Linked DNA regions of Danio rerio: region 2 is linked to region 1. Evidence: chromatin contacts called from public HiCAR-type data. All regions are on one chromosome and are shown on one strand. The core of a region is the stretch at or near the end of the contact, and the rest is flanking DNA. Distances in the headings are between cores, read along the strand shown. Region 1 has its middle 10 kb from the start of adam12b. Region 2 overlaps adam12b (ADAM metallopeptidase domain 12b).

Evidence for each region. HiCAR-type assays count read pairs that join an accessible place to other places.
Region 2: a HiCAR-type map of caudal fin shows a contact between it and region 1, with 9 times the contacts expected there. The contact joins two enhancer-like sites. A contact is called at or near these places in 4 of 18 Hi-C or Micro-C datasets (caudal fin, embryo and hematopoietic stem cells) and 1 of 4 datasets of contacts at active chromatin or transcription factors (caudal fin).

The regions. Positions count from the first base shown.
Region 1 is chr17:33,868,175-33,872,463 of GRCz12tu, forward strand. No RefSeq gene overlaps it. Among named protein-coding and RNA genes, the nearest start is that of adam12b, 10 kb to the right of the region's middle. Within about 2 kb of position 2,162, at least 7 of the 62 cell types and tissues checked have an H3K27ac peak or open chromatin away from gene starts, as enhancers often do.
Region 2 is chr17:34,032,281-34,036,379 of GRCz12tu, forward strand. All of the region lies in intron 20 of adam12b (ADAM metallopeptidase domain 12b), which reads left to right. All of the region lies in intron 2 of LOC141378615 (a long non-coding RNA gene), which reads right to left. Among named protein-coding and RNA genes, the nearest start is that of dhx32b, 13 kb to the right of the region's middle. Within about 2 kb of position 2,446, at least 6 of the 62 cell types and tissues checked have an H3K27ac peak or open chromatin away from gene starts, as enhancers often do.

The sequences.
Region 1 (4,289 bases), core at 912-3,411:
GTTTACTCAAAGCAGCCCTGATTTTAACATTGATGATAAAAAGAATACTGTCATTATTTCTAAAGGATTGTATATAACAATAAATAATAATCAATGGTAATGGCTGCTGATTCAGATTCAGATTTACACAAATGATTAACACAAATCCACAATATTACAGTTTTTAGTGCGTGTCTCTGTGTTTTCATTGGAACTGTCAGTATGCTTACGATCAGCTGACTTGCTCATCAGCGCACACAGCTGTAGCTTGTTCCTCTGCTTATCTAGACGGTGTTGCAGTGGTTTGTTATCAGTTCATTGTTGTTCATGTCCTTGTCTGTCTGCCGTCTGGACTACCTGCATTCAGTTCATCTTTAGATGGGCTTGTTTATCTGGATTCTGTTTTCTCTGCATATTTCCTGATCTTTTGGACTATTGTCTGCACCACTTTTGTCCAGCTGCATCACTAGACTCTGATCCAGCAGGCACACAACATCATAAGACATCAATATTAATTTAGATTTATGACTTCAGGTGACCAAAATTCAATGTCTAGCCAGCGTCTAAGGACGTTATTTTCATGTCCAATAATTACATCAAATTACGTTGATATTTGGTTGATTTTAGGTTGTGTTGGAAAGTCACCAAAATCCAACGTCTGATCGATGTCATAGTGGTAATGTCCACACAACGTCAAGGTGTAACATGAGTAGACGTTGATATTTGGTTGATTTTAGGTGGATTTTAGGTTGGACATTGGACATTGAGGTCGCTCGAAGTTGGGTTCGGATGTCAACCCGATTTTCATTTCCAAACAAAATCCAACCTCCCCACCACGTTGGGTTACATTGGGGTACAACGTCAATATGACGTCATGTTGACGACCTGTCTCTGCAGGGAAGGAGGAGGTTAATTGTTTTTTACTTTTTTGCCCTCATACTGGACAATATGGTGGCTCAGTGGTTAGCACTGTCGCCTCACAGCAAGAAGGTCACTGGTTCGAGTCTCAGCTGGGACAGTTGGCATTTCTGTGTGGTGTTTGCATGTTCTCCCTGTGTTGGCATGGGTTTCCTCTGGGTGCTCCAGCTTCACCCACATGAGGTATAGGTGAACTGAATAAACTAATTTAACCATGTTGAATAAGTGTGTATAGGTGTTTCCCAGTACTGGGTTGCAGCTGGAAAGGCATCTGCTGTGTAAAACATATGCTGGATAAGCTGGCAGTTAATTCCACTGAGGCAACCCCTATTGAATAAAGGGACTAAGCCAAAGGAAAACGAAAGAATGCACTAACACTTGGGTCCAGTTTATTTTTGATCATGGCAAATAATGCTAATAATAATAATCAAATAAATTCAGCCTTGGCAATTATAAATGGGTTTATTGAGTTTCTTTAATCTAAGTTGTTATTTTGTAGTAGTTTTACTTTTTTATTATATATTTCAAAAACATTTAATATTGGCTAATTTGAAACATTTTATTACGCTCAAATGAATTCAAAGTAAAAGGGACATAAACTACAACACTTGTGAAAATGAATGCTTTAAACGCTTTAGAATATTCAAGTTATATGTTAATTTCAACTGACAACAACTTTTATTTAATAAAACCCAAAAGTAGTTGCTAATCAGTTTTTTCAATCACATCGTCACTGTATGGAAAAATAATCCATAACTCATCTGCTTAACATCTCATTTTCTGCATTCAAAAATATTTCTGTACTTGTTTCTACTTGATTTTTGTATACTAAAATGTTCTTGGTATATTGTAAATTAATACCAAGAGGTTAGTTCATTGATCTAATATAATACTTTGACTTACATAAAACCAGTTCTTCATATACTTCATTTAAACAGAATGAATGTGCTTGAATATACCAGACAAACTATTTCTTAGGGACATAAAATGTCACCATTTTATAACAAAAGTTTGTTTTTCATAAAAAACATTTTCAACTATTTCTAATCTACACAAAATGTGCAGGTTATTCTGCAGCAACTGACTGAACTCGGCATAAAAAAGATAGCCAAGGACAAGACAGCCAGGCAGAAAATAAAATGAATACCTCCAAGCAGGAAGCCGGCATGATAGCATGATGTGTGGTTGGAGCACAGATAGCAGGTTATCATTGCTCCCGGGGGACATTCGCCACCCAGGGGGACAGGCGGGGAGAATTCTGGGTAATCAGTAGATTACACAGTCACTTCCCCCTCATTTCTCCAGCACTTGACCTGAGTGTGCTCTGTAGACGAGGCTGCTCGGATGGTTGCAGTTCTGCTAAAAGTTTCCTCTCCTGTTTCTCCACAGAAACTTCTGGATCAGATTCTTCAAAGACATGGTGACTGAGGGAAGTGCCTGTTCACAAGATTCATATCCCCGCGCTCTCCTTGCCTGAGGCGAAGAACTGAAGACGAGCAAGACCTTTGCAGCTCCCTCCTGAGAGCAGAGCTTGGCTTTCTGATGCATTGTTCTAAATATAAAATACCTTGTACTGGACCTGCATGGGGTGAATCCACATGATGTATGGATGCATGTGTGTGTCCATGCTGTGTGATTGAATGAGCATGTTTGATAGTACAGTATAAAGCCACTAATAAGACTCTAGACTGTTTAACTATCAAAGTATGTTGAATTGCTGGTGAAACTAGCAATTAATGGTGGTTTCCTGGACTGTCACACATACATTGTTCAAAGCACATTGGTTAAAACTGTTATCTAGATAGTGGAGTGATAAATTCTACTTATTACACTGTAAAAACATGCTGGGTTCCACACAATCAATATAAAGGCATACTGTCAGCTCATTAGTTATTACTCATTTAAGTTAATTGAACATAAAACAAGTAAGTTGTCCAAAAAAAAAACTCAAGAATTGTGTTGTTTTAGCTTATTTTTAATAAGTAGTTTGAACAAACAGCAAACTTCATTTTTTTGAGTGTAGAATGGTTGAGATTAAAAATACAGTAGATTATGAACATGACATCTAAGAATTGCTTTGTTATTTTTGTTTAATTCAGCGGTTTTCCCTGTACAAATAAGAGGTTTAGTTGTGTAATTAATAATAAAAAGAAAGGAAAATCCATGTTTTACATTTATTTAATTTTACTTTGTGTGTGTTTTGTATTATAAATATCCAGCATTCATAATTAAAACAAACTCTTCTTTAATTGGCCATCAACAAGCATAGACCAAGCTATCAGTATCTGCAAAATTTAGTGTAAAAAAACAACTAAACAAGGCAAAAGATTAAGTTAAATAATAATTTGTACATGAATGAAAGATGGGGTGACGCGGTGGCGCAGTAGTGCTGTCGCCTCACATGAGTGTGAATGAGTGTGTATGGATGTTTCCCGGAGATGGGTTGCAGCAGGAAGGGCATCCGCTGCGTAAAATATAATTTGATGGTTCATTCCGCTGTGGCAACCCTAGATTAATAAAGGGACTAAGCCGAAAAGAAAATGAATAAATTAAATATATAGACCTCACTGTAAAAAATGCTGGGTTCCACACAATCATTTTGTATTAAGACAACTTGAAGGAATTCAGTTAACTTATTCTTATTTATGAATGTAAGTGGATTGAACAATAAACAATTAAGTTGTGCCAAACAAACTCAAGATTTGTGTTGTTTTAGTTCAATACAAATGAGTAACTTGTAAAAACAGTAAATGTCAGTTCTTTGAGTGTATACTGCATGTTAACTTGTGAATTTTGCTGATCTTCATGATCTATTTAACTCCTTATCTTATATAAGGGATGATCTGTACTTTTAATTACAGGTTGAGACCTGTTGTTCTAAACACTATAGTTCCAATATTTGCAAATATGTTATAATGGAATAGCAGACTTAGGAAGTACCTAATCGCAGATTGAATCCTGCTTTCTATGTAAAATTTGGTCAGATAGACACTATAGGGCGATGCGGTGGCGCAGTAGGTAGTGCTGTTGCTTCACAGCAAGGATGTCGCTGGTTCGAGCCTCGGCTGGGTCAGTTGGCGTTTGTGTGAAGTTTGCATGTTCTCCCCGCAATCATGTGGGTTACCTCCGGGTGTTCCCACAAAGACAAAAGACAAGCTGTACAGGTAAATTGGGGCTAAATTGTCTGTTGTGAATGAGTGTGCATGGCTTTTCCAGAGAGGGATTGCAGCTGGAAGGGCATTCGCTGCATAAAACATATGCTGGATAAGTTGGCGGTTCGTTCCGCTGTGTCGACCCCAGAATAATAAAGGGACTAAAGCATAAGAAAATGAATGAATGAATTTACAATATAGTTTTTAGCTTGTCGAATCATTTAAATGTTCAATCATATA
Region 2 (4,099 bases), core at 1,196-3,695, 160 kb after region 1:
TGGAAAATAAAAATAAAAGACCAGATCACTGGAAAATGCTTATTTTAGTCAAATTTATTTTATACTGTAAACTATTAAGGACATTCCTTCTAAGCCTAAAATAAAAAGTGATCCCACTTAATATTAAGTCAAATAATAACAGTCAAATTAATCATTTTTTACAGTGTACTTACTGGGTAAATATGTGTTTTTACATTGCACTTAGATTCATTAAATACATGCAATTAATTACGTCTTTAATTATACTGTTGACCCTCACATCTTAAACCCACACTTAAATCTGTCCCTAACCCTACACGTATAAGTACATTTATTTTTTTGAAGTGCATAGTAGTTGAGGCTACTTAATATAAAGTGGGACCAAAAAGGTTATCAAGAGCATTCTATTATTTAAATAAGAAAAGTTTTCAGGCATGTTTATATATATATATATATTTTTTTTCGATAACGTTATACAAATGATTCAGTTAGGAACTTAATACTGGGTGGATTTACCCTGATTTTCAATCACAACATATAAAACATTTGTTATTTTGACTAATTGGAATGACAATATCTTACTTGAAATTTGGAATAAATGTTATGACAAATCGTAAAAAAAATTTTATCAAACCCATAACTAGGGCCAGGCAGAATCTGTGACATTTTTTCCTATTTCTGCTGAGAAAAAAGTAAAAAGTTTGTGGATATGTGCGGAATGATTTTGGAAGCATCAAAACAAAAAAACTTAATACATTTTCATACATTTTCTTTTTGGGCTGGTCCCTTTATTAATCTTTGGTCGCCACAGCGGAACGAACCGCCAACTTATCCAGCATATGTTATACGCAGCTTATGCCCTTCCAGCTGCAACCCATCTCTGGGAAACATCCATACACTCTCATTCACACACATACACTACGGACAATTTAGCCTACCCAATTCACCTGTACCACATGTCTTTGGACTGTGGGGGAAACCAGAGCACCCGGAAAAAACCCACGCAAACGTGGGGAGAACATGCAAACTCCACACAGAAATGCCAACTGAGCCAGCTGAGGCTTGAACCAGTGACCTTCTTGCTGTTAGGCGACAGCACTACCTACTGTGCCACTGCGTCGCCATAATACACTTTTAACTTGTATTTAAGGTTTACAATGCAAATTCATATAGAGCCACTTATTTGGTAAACAAAGCAAGTCTCTCCTATAACATATTTACTAAATGACAGAACATATCACTCTACAAACTGTATTGTAAATAAATCATATGAACATTTTAATATTTCTATTATATCACAACAATATTAGTGAAAGTAATTAAAAACTGAATAAATATAAATTTACACAAGTAAATAAATAGACTCAATGATGGGCTAAAAATCTGCATATTTCTGCACGTGCAGATTCCGTGTGAGCCTACTCATAACTAATAAATTAAGTAAATGGGTCATTATCACTATATAGTGCCTTTGAGACATAAAAAATCTCAAACTTTTTATTTTTATTTTTATTTAACCACATAGGTAAATGTATTTTTAATTTCTGTTTCTTTTATTATTATTATTATTATTATTATTATTAATAAATACTTTAACCATGACCGGGTGGACATGTTTAGCTTCAAAACATTAAGTTTCAAACACAATGTGAGAAAAAATAGGAAGCTAAGTGTGGATAGTTACTGTGTGCACATCAGATGTTTTAACCTCTGAAGAAAGGCAAAATGAGCATGGGGATGCCAACGAGTACATCAGAGGGTGTCTTAAAGGGGCTTTACTACATCATGACAAGGTGGACAGCAATTTCAAGCACACGTGCAAAATGATTACTAATGTTATCAAAATGACTTATTTTATCAAATTACTTGTTAAAGATAATAAGATAATAATCTTTTTAATTGTATCTAATCTACCTACTTAGTCTCACTGAAGTTGGCTGAGCAGTGTGTGGGACATTGTCAATTTTTTGCACTATTCTTTCTCTGACTGGATGTGTTTTTGCAAAAACACATTTCATAACACTTATAATTCTACCTGCAAGTGTGTAAATGTTTAAACAATTATATTAAAACATCAGAATTTCATTATTTTGAATTATTTTGATAAAGAACTGATTCAATCTTGTGGTACATCAAGGCACTTTATTTTAATAATGACCCAAATACAGACAAAATTTTCAGTGTTTTCAAGTTTTTAATATGTCAATATTTTTTCCTCATAACTGTATGTCTTTAATACCATAACACATTTTGCTGTCCAGCAGTGCTATTTGAAAAGCCTTTCAGAGTTCTGTACTGTAGCTATGCAACACAAAACACTTGACTGACAGATTGCAAGCTTTCTATACTGAAATACCTCACTGCAGCCATTCATATTAAAGTCCCTTACATACCAAACCACCATGGTTTGTTTAGTGCTCTTGAGTGCCCTTTTCTAGCCGAATGAGTTCACATTTACTCGGGGAGCCATGAAACACTTACTCTGTTCTCACAAATTGGCCTCACGGCTCGACACACCACCGCGAGCTCGTGATTAAAAGCTCTTGTATTGCCATAATGACATTGCTTTCTCTAGGATGATGTTTTTACAGGAATAAATCACTTCCATACAGTGCAATGGGTAGAGCTAACTGCACGTGAGCAAAATGCCGTTTTCGGAAAGACACAGAAGTGAGTAATTCTGTTGTCTCAGCGTTTTGTTGTTCAGTTTCTCATTTGTTTTCCTCAAAACAAGGCTGTACAGCTGTGAAAAGGTGACAGCTGTGCCTATGAGCTCATCGTCCCGGTAAATTGGTAACATATGATGACCTCTTGACTTTGGTATGGGTGAATCGGGTGTTGGCGATAGTGGGAAAGAAGTGAGTTTTTTGTCTTTTGTTGCCAGCCTGGTTTTTTAGGATTATGAGTGAAATTACAACGCCATCTAGTGGAAATTTGATGCTTGCACTATTTACACAAGGTTATTTTATAGTCCTTTTGATTCACAGGCCTTTTTCGGCACAGTATTTACCCTCTGACTGCCCCTATACCAAACGGTTGACCATGTTTTTACTGTTTTAAATAGTGAGTTTTAAGTCATTTAAAGAATAACTGTTGTAAATAATGGTTTACACACACAGCATTTTTGGTTTACAAAAAACAACATAACAACAACATAATCCTGTTGCACTACTACACTTGATTTTGGTTTTATTGTAAAAAAAAAAAAAAAAAAAAAAAAAAAAAGCATGTTAAATGAGAATCTGTAATATTTTATGGAATACTTAAAAAAATAAAGATTGATATTTAAAAAAAAAAAATCAGTCTTAGACTTCATATTTTCAAATTTTTCATAGTATACATATTAAGCCCGGTACTCTTACCCTAAACTGGGGTTGATATTTTAGAAATTATGGTATGGTGAAAAAAAAGTGCATCGAGTGTGTTGACTAGCAACATTAAGATTAAGATATGCAATACAAACATTTTTTTTTTTTTTTTTTTTTTTTTTGGTGGGGTAGGTAAAGTGTTAAATAATTATAACCACAAGGTTTTAAGATCTGTACATTTCAAAATATAGCCTAAATATTTGGGATTAAATTATAGAGTTTTGTATTTCATTGTATTATTATTCATTTGGAGTGCGCAGCTTTACCAAATATTCTTCTAAATGATAATATTCCTTTTTTGAAATTACAAAATAAAATAAAAAAACAAGTGAATATTTTACTCAAAACACAAACAGTAGAGCAAAAAAATCACAGTGTGTCTGATAATGTTTTTTTTCTTCTGGAGAAAGTCTTAAATGTTTTGTTTTGGCTAGAAAAAATACATTTTTTTTTTTTTTTGAAGCCATTTTAGGGTAAAAATTATTCGCCTTTAAATGTTACTTTAAGCTGTATAGAAGTGTCTGAAAAAACATCTAGTAAAACATTATTTACTGTCATCATGGAAAATATCAAATAAATCCGTTATTAGAAATGAGTTATTAAACTATTATGTTTAAAAATGTGTTGTAAAAAATCACTATTGGCACTAATGGCACTATTAATTCAAGGAGGCTAATAATTCTGACTTCAACTGTACATATTATTAGCAAACCAAGAGAATCCATAATATCTTTAAAGTGGTCTCTTAATTC